Regions from separate parts of the Mus musculus genome. Here all the other regions are linked to region 2. A link is a contact called in public promoter capture Hi-C data. All regions are on one chromosome and are shown on one strand. The core of a region is the stretch at or near the end of the contact, and the rest is flanking DNA. Distances in the headings are between cores, read along the strand shown.

Region 1 (4,469 bases), core at 1,090-3,589, 660 kb after region 2:
CAGAAGACATGGCCTCATAGGGACATCTTTTTTAGGGTGACAGTTTGCTGGTGCAGAGGGTAGCAGACCCCTGTAACTCGAACTCACGCCCTGTGCAGGCCCTGTCTGTGGCCATGTGGGCTTGTGACCCCTACCTCTGCAAGCATGCCTGTGGTTTCTTTCTCTCAGTCTCTCTCCTCTTTCCAGTCTTCCCCTTCCCACCTCTTCCCTGCACAGCCCCAGCAGCCTCTCTGGCCTTTCCTGTCTCTCCCAGTCACTGTCCACGCCACAACCCTGCTCAAGAACCAGTATCGCATCCACTCCCTGTTCCCTTCCTAGACACTGCCTGACTTGTAACAAGAAGTATTATCACAATATAAATGTATCTGGTTTACAAATGTCTAGATAACAGCACAACAGGCACTTGAGACTGCACACTGTTTCAGGGACACTGAAGCCTCTACCACACTCCCATCACCTGTCCTCGGGGCCACTACTTGTCAAAATCTGCTATTCATCACTCCTGTGTGTATTCTTATATTACATATGCCAGTGTCCCCAAATAATGCATAGCCTTATGTTGTCTGTTTTCCAACTATGTGTCCGATTCTTCCAGCTGCAACTTGCTTTTTTAAAAATCCAATTACATATTATTATTATTATTATTGTTAATGTTATTATTATTTTAAAGATCATATTGAATTCAGGTGAAGCTCACAAGTCATGAAATCCATCTCTGAGTCCTCACAAGCCAAGTGTGGCTCTGTGACCCGTCCTAACAGATGTTTGAGGCTTGTGGCATGGGGACAGCCTTCTGTGGTCACTGTTTTACCCGGCTCCAGACAAACGGCTGTTTAGACTGTGATCAGCTTTTCACTTATAGTCAGTGCTGCTGTAAAGCCTCGGTGAACAAGGCCCTGAAACCCTTTTCTGAGGCCGGTCGACACCTGCTCATTTTAGCCAGCTACACAGTGCAAGGCCACTGTTCAGCCCTGCCAGAGGCTTCCGAATCCATAGAGGTCTTCTTAGCTACCCAAGGGAAGGGACCTTGTTCCTCTCCAGTGACAGCTGCCTGAACCTACAGTCCCTCCTCTCCTGCCCTTCACCCTCCTCTAGGACTCCAAACTGACCTTTCCTCTGCCTATCTTAGCCAGGAAGCCAATTCCTGCAGCATGGGTCATGGCAGATCTCCTCTGGGCCAGTAGCTGTAGTTGGTGGGAGTCCAAACAGCACAAACCCTGGGAGAAAGGGAAGGTTGGTTGTTTTTTTTTTTTTTTTTTTTTTTTTTTTTTGAAGGGAGGCATGGGTGGGCCAGTAGTGTGAGAAGCTGGTACATGAAATTGCTCTGGGTCTTGAGGGATGAGTAGGAGTTTGTCACTGAGAGATGGTGGGAGGGCATTGCAGGCTCAGGCAAGAGGAGAGGCTAGGACTAGAATAGTGGGGTAGAGATGTGAGGAGGGTGGGCAGGCAGTGGAAGAGAAGAAAGAGGCCTGGAGGAGCCTCAGTTGCATACCTAGTATTCTCCAGGGACAGCTGTGTGGGAGCCAGGGGAGGAGGCACATCCATTTGACACCTATTGAATGCCATGATCCAGTACGAAGAGCTTACCTCTATTCTTTATCTCTTCGGTTTCTTAAGGAGGTAGATGCTTATGTGGTCCCGATTGTGCGGGTAGAAAAACGAGCTCAGGGAGAAGCACGGACTATGGTCCGTGATCACAGAGCCCCCGTGAGAGGGAGGACAGGTGCCCGGCCACGAATTCCAGAGATGCGTTAGCCAGCCAGGTACTGCTGCCCAAAACAAGGGTTCTCCAGGAAGCGGGTCACCGGGAGGGGGCACCCGATCCTAGAGGCAAGAACCCTAACGGGAGAAAGAGGGGTGAGAAGAAGCCTGACTCCCGCAGCGAGACCCAGACCAGCCGCATCTTTCCCGTGCCTCAGTTTTCCTACCCCACAGTGAACGCAGCCAAAACACCTTCCTGCCGACCCACTCAATAACCCAGGTTTCCAAGTTCGCGCGCCACCGCGGCCAGCGCTGTGTAACCTCGCTCCGGTAGTCTGCCCTCTCTGGACGATCGGTCGCAGATTCCCAAGCGCTCTTTCCGCTACACACCCAGCGTCCGCAGCCGCGGTGCCCCTCCCCTCCCCTTCCCTTCCCCGGGCGGGCGGCGGGGGTGGCGCGCCGGGCCCCGAGCGGCCCCCGCGGTCCCCCGCAGCCCCGGGCCCCCGGCCTGATCCGCGCCTGGTTTTGGGCGCAGCCGCGCGGCCCCCTCCCCCGCGCGCGTCTCCCCGCCCCCCGCCCCCTCCCCGCCGCTCTCGGGGAGCCGGGGCCGCGCGGCTCCTCCTCCCGCAGCCGCATCTGGGGCGCCGCGCCGGCCGGAGGAGAGGCATGGGGCGCCCGCGGGCCGGGGCCGGGGCCGGGGCCTAGGCGAGCGAAGCTTAGAGCGAGCGGAACGAGCGAGCGAGCGGAGCGGGCGCAGCGCAGAGGCCGAGTGGACCGAGGCGGTCGAGCGCAGGGCGCAGGTGAGCGCGCGGGGGTGGCACGCGTCAAGACCCTCCTCCGAGGCTAGATCGGGGGCAGCCCCCAGCCGCGGGCAGACCCCGGGACAGATGCGCTCAGCGACGGGGTCTCCCGGATCCTCTGACGGGCAGTGGCGCCCGGGCCTGGGGACCGACGCGGGCCGGCCCCTCCGATGCTGTCGGCCCTTCCCTGGCCGGGGCGCAGGAGCGGTTCCCGGCCCTCCATCCGCAGGCGGCTGGCAGCGGCAGCCCCCTCCCAGCCGCGTGTCCGGGCGGCCGGGGCTTCCTTGCCTTCAGCCTGCCGCACGCTCGTACTCCCTTCCCGGGATCTCCCCGGGACCGGGCATCCGGGGAGGGGGCGGGCGACCCCGCGCCGCATCGCCCCCGGAGCGCTCGTCTGCCCGGGAGGGGCCGAGCGACCCTGGCACCTGGGCTGTGGGGGGGCCGCTCACATGGCCACGGGAGGCCCCCACGTGCGGCGCCCCGCGGGAACGGGGGTTCGCGTACAGAGCGGGTGGAGGATAGACCAGGTGGCTGCGGAGGCCAGCTGGGTCCAGATGTGCAGGGCCTGCTGGGAGGGGACATGTGCTACCTGGGCAAGTGATGGTCCCTGGGCCTCCTTGGGCAGAGCTTGCCTTGTCGGATTCCCCATCCAGCCCTTCATCCATCTCCTTTCTCGCGTTCTTCTATGCTGCCTGTGTTGCGGAAAGGGCTGTCACCGACTGTTGATGTTGTGGGGGAAAATGAAATGGGGGAAGGGTGGTGGGTAGGTGGGTGGGTGAAGGCCAGTTGTGGCGGAGATACCCAAAGGATGGGGAACCTTACGCTTGGAGGACTGTGCTGATGGGGGGGGGGGGAATGTCCCAGCACCTCCACCTGCTTGGAAGTAGAAAATGCAGAGGGGGAGGGGGCTGCAGTCCCCAGCCCTAAGGAGGCTGGACTGCCCCGCCTCTACTCTTGGCACCTCCTGTGCGGTGGGGGAGGGTCCGGTCCCTCTGCCTCTGTGGCTTCACCAGACAGGACCATGTCAGAATGCCTGTTGGAGGAGTCTGTGGAATTCTTCCCTCAGGTGGCTACCTCTCTCCCCTTCCTCTGGTATAGAAAACTGTGGGCTGCCTGGGCCAAGGGTGGTCCGAGGGGCCTGAGCCAGACTGTTAAGGACAGCGGGACTGGGTGGGGCCGCAGAGCTGGCTTCCGGGCTGATAGCCGAGGCTCGGGTTGGGGGGCCATCCTCCCCCTCAGCTGGGCTTCAGCGACTGCTCAACAAGCTCCGAGTATGTTCCCAGTAGCTTCTGACGATGCTGTCTGTGCACGTGGGGCAGGCGTGTGTGCCTGTGTCTGTATTGGGGTTGGGGTGGGATAGAGTGTGTGGGTTCTCCGGAAGCTGGGCAATGCCCGGTGTGCCTGTGAGTGGTGTCCGCGAAGCCCTCGTCCATTTAGGCCAGGTGGAGCTAGGCTGGGCACTGGAGAGGTAGGTGGGCAGGGCCCCGAGTCAAGAGAAAGTGTGGGGTAGGCAGGGCCTGATGACTGACTTACAGAACCCGGTACCCAGGACTATCCTGCTGGTGTCAGCCAGAGATGAGCTGCAGGTTTGAGGGCTGTGCCCCGGGCCGGCGCACGGCTGCTTGGCAGCCGAACTTGCTGTTTTGAAGGAAGGCTGCGCAGCACTCAGGGGCTGAGGGTGGAACGTGTACTTGGGAGCTTTCAGAGGACTCAGTGACGTATCTAGTGTATCGGGGCACCCACTGGCATCTTGTTAGGATTTTGTGGCTCACAGGCATCTGGCTTCATAAATGCCAGCGTACCTACACACTGAGGGATATTGTCCGCTGCCCTTTACCCAGCAGAGAGCAGGGTCTCGCCCCTCCCCTACAACTGTAATTGATGAGTACTCATTGATTTGAAAAATAAAATAAAATAAATTTTAAAAATAGCGTTCCCGAACTCCAGTGGACTTTAGTATATTTTCAT
Region 2 (3,926 bases), core at 1,277-3,776:
CCCTACCCCTGTGATGGATTTTTATCTCAGTAACTTTTTTTAAAAAATGGTTTTAGAGCTTTATTGTAGAAGGCAGAGAGAAAGAGAGAAGGTAGAGAGAGAGAGAGAGAGAGAAAGAAAGAAAGAAAGAAAGAGAGAGAGAGAGAGAGAGAGGGAGGGAGGGAGGGAGGGAGGGAGGGAGAGAGAGAGAGAGAGAGAGAGAGAGAGAGAGAGAGAGAGAGAGAGAGAGAGAGAGAGAGGCTGGCCATGGCCATGTGGAAAGAAGGGGAGAGGGAGGGAGAGAAGGAGGGCTAGAAATGAGAGTAAGAAGGGTGAGAGCTTAAAGAGCAACTTTTTAAAAAAAAAACTATGAGGATGACTTGACTTATACAGTTCAATGGATACTTACTCAATGCCTATGAGACTATACATGAAGCATTCAGAATAACTCACTCTCACAAGTTTATGAAACTTAAATTTCAGAGAGGAAACATGTGAAAACAATAAGTCAGTAAATAAAAGGCAGAATTTCTATGAAAGAAACAAGAAACCATGATGGGAAAACATAGAGTAAGTTTTATTTCTCAAAAATTATCTTGTTGCCTGGCAGTGGTGTCTTTGCCTCTAATCCCAGCACTTTGGTGGAACAACCAGGGCTACACAGAGAAGCCCTATTTTGAAAAACCAACCAACCAACCAACTAACCCCAAAAACCTAAAACGTTTAAAAAGCTATAGGGTGTTTATCTCTGTTCCCTAGCTCTCTCCTCTCTTTCCCTTCTCCCTGCCCGCCAACCCCCAACCCCGTGTATAATTCAGAATGTTCTGGAACTCCTCCTGTAGACCAGGCTCTAACTCAGAGATCTGCCTGCCTCTGTTTCCCCAGGGCTGGGTGTAAAGGCGTGTGCCTCCACTGTTCAGCTGTCTGGCTCTCTCATGTTCACACCACCTCACACCACCTATACATTAATTAGTTCACTCAACACTTCTGGGCATCTGTTTTGTATCAGATGGCCTTGTACTGTGTGCTAGAGTCACAGATGCCCAAGAAGGACTCTGTCTCGTGTAGTTCCCATAGTGCATAATCATCTGGGGTATTTGCAAGAATGCAGATTCCTGGCTTCACCTTTGGTCTACTGAGTCTTCAGGAATTGAATCGAAGTGTCAAGTCCCACCTCGTGTCTTGGTATATACTGAGATGATTCATTTCTTTGTTTTTGCTTATTTGTTTGTTTTGTCTCTACTAAAATTATAACCAACTGGGAATCAAATAAAAATTTAATGCTGGCCTGGAGAGATGGCTCAGGGGTTATATAGCAGTGACTGCTTTTCCAGAGGTCCTGAGTTCAATTCTCAGCAACCTCATGGTGCTCACAACCATCTGTAATGGGATCGGACGCCCTCTTCTGGTGTGTCTGAAGACAGCTACAGTGTACTAATATAAATGAATAAAAAATTCACACACACACAAAAGAAAGAAAGAAAGAAAGAAAGAAAGAAAGAAAGAAAGAAAGAAAGAAAGAAAGAAAGAAAGAAAGAAAGAAGGGAGGGAGGGAGGGAGGAAGAAAGAAAGGAGGGAGGGAGGGAGGAAGAAAGAAAGAAAGAAGGGGAAGAAGGAAGGGAGGGAGGGAGGGAGGGAGGGAGGGAGGGAGGGAGGGAGGAAGGAAGGAAGGAAGGAAGGAAGGAAGAAAGAAAGAAAGAAAGAAAGAAAGAAAGAAAGAAAGAAAGAAAGAAAGAAAGAGAGAAAGAGAGAAAGAGAGAAAGAGAGAAAGAGAGAAAGAGAGAAAGAGAAAGAAAAGCCGGGCAGTGGTGGCGCACGCCTTTAATCCCAGCACTTGGGAGGCAGAGGCGGGCGGATCTCTGAGTTTGAGGCCAGCCTGGTCTACAGAGTGAGTTCCAGGACAGCCAGGGCTACACAGAGAAACCCTGACTCGAAAAACCAAAATAAATAAATAAATAAATGAAAAAAATCAATGCTAAGAAAATGCGTCAATAATGATTGTACAATATATTATCAAAATAACTCCCCGTTCCTAGCGGAACGCAGTCAAGTAGCGGTAGTCATAACCGGACAAAGTAGCCAACGACACAGTTGTTTGCGAATGTTCTGTTTCCTGGGGCTGCGTGGAGGATCAGTAAAGATCTAAAGCTGAGACATTCGTTTGCCCAGATTTAACTGGAGCTAGGTGCTTTCACCCAGTTACTGTACTTGGCTTTGTTGGTGAGACAGTGCGCAGGTGCACCGAGACCTTGGCTACACGCATGCGCAGTACTTAACTCTGAAGCCACAGGCGGGAGCTTACGGGCGAGTGTTTCTTCTCCACCTCAGAACGTTCAGTGCTAGAATTCAGAGACGGTGACTGTCTTTACTTTTGGAGAGCGACCTTGGTCTCACTATATCCCCCCCTTTCCTTTTGGGCTTCTCTAGTAAGTTGGCTGCCAGTACTTAATATGGCGAGAGGTTTGCAGCGGCGCACTCATTCCCGGCGCTCGGCTGGACTGGGCTGGGCGGTTCCCCACGAAAGGGCGGGAGTTTGACGGGCGGGGCCTGGCCTCCAGACTGAGGGCGGCCCCAGGCCGGGCCTGCAGGTTGCTGCAGCGGCCTCGGTAGCTGCGGAGCGCTTCGGGATCCCCGGGAACCGACTCTGGTGAGGTGGGCAGGGGCAGGCGGGAGGCGCTGAGCGTAACGGTCCGAGGTCCAGGGCCTGGGCGCCCGCGGGGATGTCGCCTGGACAGCGGCTTCCTGTATCCCGGGAGGCACCCCGGGCCCAGAGAGGGGCTGGGACCTGTCCCAGTGGTCGGGGCCTGCCTGCCTCAGTTTCCTGCTGCAGCCGCCGCCCAGAGAACCTCACACTCGGGTGGCCCACTGTCGTAGCCCGGAGCTGACGGGATGAGATGCTGCGCGCCCTGCGGATCACGCTCCGTGCACCCGGGAGTTTTGCAGCGCCCTGTGCTCATACGGCTTTGCATGTGATCTTCCCCTGAAAGTCCGCTCTCAGCCCACTGCCCCATTATCAGAACTTTGATTTTTCAGAACTCAAAGATCACTTCTTTAAAAATCTTTCTTGAGGCCTGCTCCAGGCTCAACTGATCAGATTCTTGCCTTTTGCGAACTTTGCCCAAGTCAGTGTTCTGCCACTCTTTCTTGTTCTGGGCTTGTTAGAAATCATGTCCTTTTTTTTCAACTCTTATGCCCTATGATGACTACTAGTAACTAAAAAAAAGTTACTGAATAGTCGAAAGATGACAGCTCTATTAAATGCATTACCTACAAAGGCCCCTTTAATCCATGCAGCGATCTATGGTGTGCGTTCTGTATATTCACGTTTTATGCACGAAGAAACAAGCACTTATAAATCAAGTTTCACAATGAGCTAGAACCCCCTACGAATATTATGACTTAACTAGATTGCCTTTAGTTTGCTGTTTATACGTTAGCCTGTAAGATATGGAGGTCAGGGTTGCAACTCACGTTTCAATAAAAGGGCTGCTTTTTTTTTTAACCCAGCGTCTTATGCAGCCAGTCAGTGTTGAGATTTCAGGCCTGTGAGTCTAGGCTGGGCCCTGAGAAAGCTTATGAAGTAGGATTGATAATATTACCAAATCGATAGTTTTCTTAACAAAAATCAAGGCCAGCTCTGCACTGTCTTACTGGTACATCTACACCCTGTGCTGCAGGAACATATTGTCACATTTTGCTCAAATTACCTCAGAAAGCTTCAGGTGTGGATGTCATTAATTCATTCCCCTTAGGAAATGCTCTGCAGTGCTGTGAGTTTTATATTTTTTGATTTTGGCAGCTAATGAAATGAGAATAGAATTTGGAATTGAATTAGACTTTGATTTCCGCTTTGCTACTAACCAGTTGCGCCTGGTGGACACGTGAAGGCTATAGAGGACGTTGTGGAGATGTCTTTAGCCTTCGTGTGGGTTAGAATCATTAGGCCA
Region 3 (4,124 bases), core at 1,468-3,967, 880 kb after region 2:
GGTTTACTGACAAGCTTTGACACACAGGCCTGAGGGAGCTTTTGAGAAAACCTCCAAGTCACTGGGTTCCTTTTTTCCGTTTTATGGAAGATCTGAGCATTGAAGCTTTCTCTTTTGAGACAAGGTCTCACAGTGTACCTATAGCTCGCAGTGTACCTATAGCTCGCAGTGTACCTATAGCTCGCAGTGTACCTATAGCTGGCCTGGAACTCACTGTGTAAACCAGGACGGCCTTGAGCTCACAAAGATCGACTTGCCTCCATCTCCAAGTGCTGAGATTAAAAGCTTGAGCCACCTCGCTCAGCAGTTTCTTACTGTATGGGGGAACGGGGGAAAGGTTTCTTGCCACAACAGTAGTGTGTATCCATAGTGCTGGATTTCAAGTTCACGTTTGCTAGAGAAGATTGACTCTACCAAAACTAGATGAGAGCCAGGTGTGGCAGGAAAAACAGCCTCAGGAAGCTGAAGTACAAGAAGGATTCCAGACCCCCCACATCTCAATAAATAAATAAATATAAATAATAATAACTTACCATCAGGCATGGGGATTCACGTGTGCAGTGTGCAGTGCTATTTGGGAACCTGAAGCAAGAATATCCTTGAGCACCGGAGTCTGAGGCCAGCCTGAGAAACAGAGAGACTTGTTACAAACCAAACCAAACCCCAGTTGGAAAAAGCTTGTCAGGATTATCAATACGTCTGGCCAAAGTCCCTTCTAGGCCGAATATTATAGCTGAAAATAAACTCATGTCAGACCTCTCTGACTTGGAACACAGATTTACGGGATCGTATGGTTCCATGATTATCAGTTACCATCCAGATCCCAGGAAGGGCACCTAGACGTTTGGCTTTTCCAGAACAGCGGTATGAAGAATACTCTCATGCAAGCTTTAACTTCATGCACAGCTGCTCCAGGATCATGAACCCAGGAGTGGGAATGCCTGGGGTGAAGATGCACAGAGCTTAAACTACATTTACAGAGCAGTCAGACCTGGCAACTGTCGAGTTCATGGTATATTTAGGCTAGGGAAGTTGTTTATGTGAAATCCTGACACAGAGCCAGCCTGACACAGAGCCCCCCTCACCCCAACCCTGGATCCTGCCAAGCGGGTCAGGGAGACTCCAGACCTGTCACCCAGCATTCAGTCCGCTCTGCTGCTGGCCATGGGGAGGAACGCGTCACTCATGTGAGCAGGCCTGGGGTCACTGGTGGAATCCGTGGGCTTGTGACTGCCCACCAGAGGCTCCTGTCACAAAGAAAAGACACCTGCTGCACACGCCTGGATCGTATGAGATCCAGGGCACATCTCCAGATTCACTGGGCTATCCCTCTATTTTCCCTCCATGTCACACCTATATGACAGTCCCTGCTTTTTGCCAAGACCTAATTGGTTTTTACTTTTCTTACCTAAGATTTCCCATCTCCTTCATTCTTTCAAAGGTCTGTGGCTGGAATATGACTTGGCTAAGAAATTGCTTGTGACCAACTCTCTGAGACTTGGTGTCACCATCAGTAAAAAAGAGGGTTCTGGGCAATGTTTTTGATTTTGGATGGCCATCTTGGTTTCAAGGATTTCCAGGCAAGTCCGGCTTCTATGAAACCCACCTTAAGATGCTTTTAATCGGCATCCTGACTGGCTTAGGGCCTTCTGGTAGGAAAACTTAACTTTGGTTGCCAAAGTTTTTGTGACTACAGTACAACGAAAAACAAAAGCTTGAGTCTGCTGCAGCAATGACAGCTGTTGTCTCTGTCACTTAGCTGCAGCAGGTGCGCCACTCTTAAGTCTGACCCAAGACCCAAACTCAACAGTAAAATGATTAGAAGATAACAGCATTAAAAAAAATAACAATCAGGGAAGACTGTTCGGATGCTGTTGGTTCTGGCACGTGGGTCTCAGGTTTCTGGGCCTATATGATCACAAACCCAGAAAAGGCCTGTTAGCTGGAGTTAGGCTATGCCACACTTATGCAGATAGCAAGAGACAGACAAACAGTCAGGGAACTTGGACGCAAGGAAAACTTGAGGTAAAATGACCCTAGCCTGGACCGCTGGAAGCGCCTAGCCTCACCCTCTCCAACTGGGGTTAGCCACCAAGGGAAAGGCTCGGCTCTATCATCAGACCCACCTGGCCAAAGGACACTGGCACACGTGGTAAGGCAGGGACCAGCGAGTAAATGCGGCCACCTCCAAATTGCGACACGGTGCCTGCCTCACTCACGCTCCTGGGGTGCAGCCTGTACTCACCCCTGGCCGACCATCTGCGCTAGGCTTGGGGTTTTATCCCAAGTGGTCTTCGCCGCGCCGTTTGCCTTATGAGCGGACAAAACAACTGGTCCTTTAGCACCTGGGAGTTACTCTGAGCCGACTGAGCCTCAGTTTCCCCATCCCCACAAGGGCAAGCTCCCAGAGGAGGAGGCGAACTTACAAAGGTACGGGGACTGGCACCCTTTGTGCCTGGTAGTGCCCCCACCCCCATGGAGGAGCACACAGTAGGCGCTCCGGAAACACTCTCTGAAAGGAGGAGCGGGCCACTTCCTGCCCTGGAGCTGACTCCGGGAGCCCTGGTCCCACCGCTCCGCCCCGGGCCCCGGCCATGCGGCATTCCTAAGGTGGGTGGGCGCAGGAAGGAGGTGCCGCGGGCCCGCCCCCTCCGACGCGTGGGCGGGGCGAAGCCCCCTGGCTCTGCGGGCCCGCCCCCGAGGGTGGGCGTAGCTGGCCACGCTCTGCACAAAGTTTGTTTCTGCCTCGGGGCGGTGGGGGAGGGTGCGGCAGGCGGGATGGGAGGAGAGGGGATCTGACGTCAGGTCGCGAGGTGCTTTCCAGCCGCGAGCTGTCAGGCGGGTGTCAGACCCGGCAGGTACGCGGCGCGTTCCCCCGGTGCCCCCCGCCCCGGCCGGGTGGTCCCACACCCCACCGAGGCCGCGTGGGCCGGAAAGCCGCCAGGGAAGGTGAGTGCGGGGCGCCGAGGGGCTGGAGACGCGGGAGGAGGCGCGCGGACAACTTGGAAAGTTTCTTGGGGCGACGGGGCGGGGGAGGGGGCGTCGTCCCGGCGCGTGCGACAGTGGGTGTGTGAGCCCCGGGGGTGTGTGTGAGTCGGGACCGCGGAACGCTGGCGCGGAATGCCGGGGTTGGCGGGGGGGGCGCTGTTCGGGGTCCTTGAGGGAGGGCTCGGCTCCCAAAGCTCCCAAAGCTCCTCTGGGAGAGGGCAGCCGGTGCCCTGCAGCGGGGTGAGCGCGCGGGGAGCGGGTTTGTTTGGTTTCAAAAGTGCACGTTGCTAACCGCCGGCAGCCCCCCCCCCTCCCGCACGGCGACAGAGCGGGACCGGGGGCCGCCGAGTGACAGCTGGAGGTGGGGGCCGCGGGCGGGGCTCCGACGGAGAGGGCTTGGGAGCCCGCGCGAGTTCCCCTTTCCTTTGGAACAAAGGAAAGTCTGTCTCCGAGGCATCTGTCACTCCCAGGCGGGCCAAGGCTGTGGGGCGCGTGGGGCTGGCGACGCGGAGAAAGTTTGTGCGCGCCGGGACCCCGGGACCAGGCGAAGGGCAGCCGAGCGTCTTGCGGGGGCTGTGCGCGTCCCCGATGTAGGGGGGGCGGCCAACATGGAGTCCAGGCGCAGAGTTGGGGGGGGGGGGCGGCGCGGAGGTTGGAGCCCAGCCCCCTCTTTTCCCCTCCCCCTCCGGGCCGAGTTCGGAGCACAAAGCCGAGCGCGCACGCTCCGGCGGCCCCGCGCCCCAAGAGTCACCCTGCGCGGAGTACCAGGGAACGGGCTGGGAACTAAACTTTTTCCTGTCCCAAAATGGACACGTGAGTTTTTTTTTTTTCCTTGCAAAGTCGTCCCCCCCCCCCAACCCCCAAGCGCCGGGTGGCGGACCGACAGGGGAGCTGTTGCTCGCACCGTGACTCTGGTGGGGGACAGTTGAGTGAGGGTGCCTTGAGCGCCGGCGGATTCGTCGGCGCCCCATGAGCCATGTGCTCCGTTGCGTCTGGGCCGCGGGGGAGGCTGCGCGCTTTGTGTGAACTGCTGGGAACTCCAGCCTCAGTGTGCGGCCCGGGGGATTGTATCTGGAGCTGGGCGAGTTGTCAGAAAGTTCCTGTGGGAGTGGCTGCAGATGGTGTTGTGGGAGTGT

Evidence for each region. Promoter capture Hi-C pulls out the DNA fragments that hold promoters and counts their contacts.
Region 1: a contact with region 2 is called in a promoter capture Hi-C map of second pharyngeal arch cranial neural crest. The contact joins the promoter of Dlgap4 here to the promoter of Cep250 in region 2. A contact is called at or near these places in 1 of 39 promoter capture datasets (second pharyngeal arch cranial neural crest) and 1 of 115 datasets of contacts at active chromatin or transcription factors (bone marrow-derived macrophages).
Region 3: a promoter capture Hi-C map of pre-B cells shows a contact between it and region 2, with 2.0 times the contacts expected there. The contact joins the promoter of Tgif2 here to the promoter of Cep250 in region 2. A contact is called at or near these places in 1 of 39 promoter capture datasets (pre-B cells) and 1 of 115 datasets of contacts at active chromatin or transcription factors (bone marrow-derived macrophages).

The regions. Positions count from the first base shown.
Region 1 is chr2:156,611,358-156,615,826 of GRCm38.p6, forward strand. It overlaps Dlgap4 (DLG associated protein 4), which reads left to right and starts at 2,340. Exons shown (of 13, transcript NM_146128.6): 1 at 2,340-2,501. It overlaps Gm14169 (predicted gene 14169), which reads right to left and starts at 2,065. Exons shown (of 4, transcript NR_040372.1): 1 at 1,929-2,065; 2 at 1,588-1,839; 3 at 1,110-1,217.
Region 2 is chr2:155,954,032-155,957,957 of GRCm38.p6, forward strand. It overlaps Cep250 (centrosomal protein 250), which reads left to right and starts at 2,527. Exons shown (of 33, transcript NM_001130000.1): 1 at 2,527-2,626.
Region 3 is chr2:156,837,290-156,841,413 of GRCm38.p6, forward strand. Tgif2 (TGFB-induced factor homeobox 2) reads left to right here and starts at 2,718. Exons shown (of 3, transcript NM_173396.3): 1 at 2,718-2,949. LOC115486128 reads right to left here and starts at 3,959. Exons shown (of 5, transcript XM_030252280.1): 1 at 3,893-3,959; 2 at 2,427-3,710; 3 at 1,129-1,247; 4 at 534-624. The coding sequence starts at 3,959. The coding sequence ends at 1,246. It overlaps Gm14230 (a long non-coding RNA gene), which reads right to left and starts at 800. Exons shown (of 2, transcript XR_003953756.1): 1 at 757-800.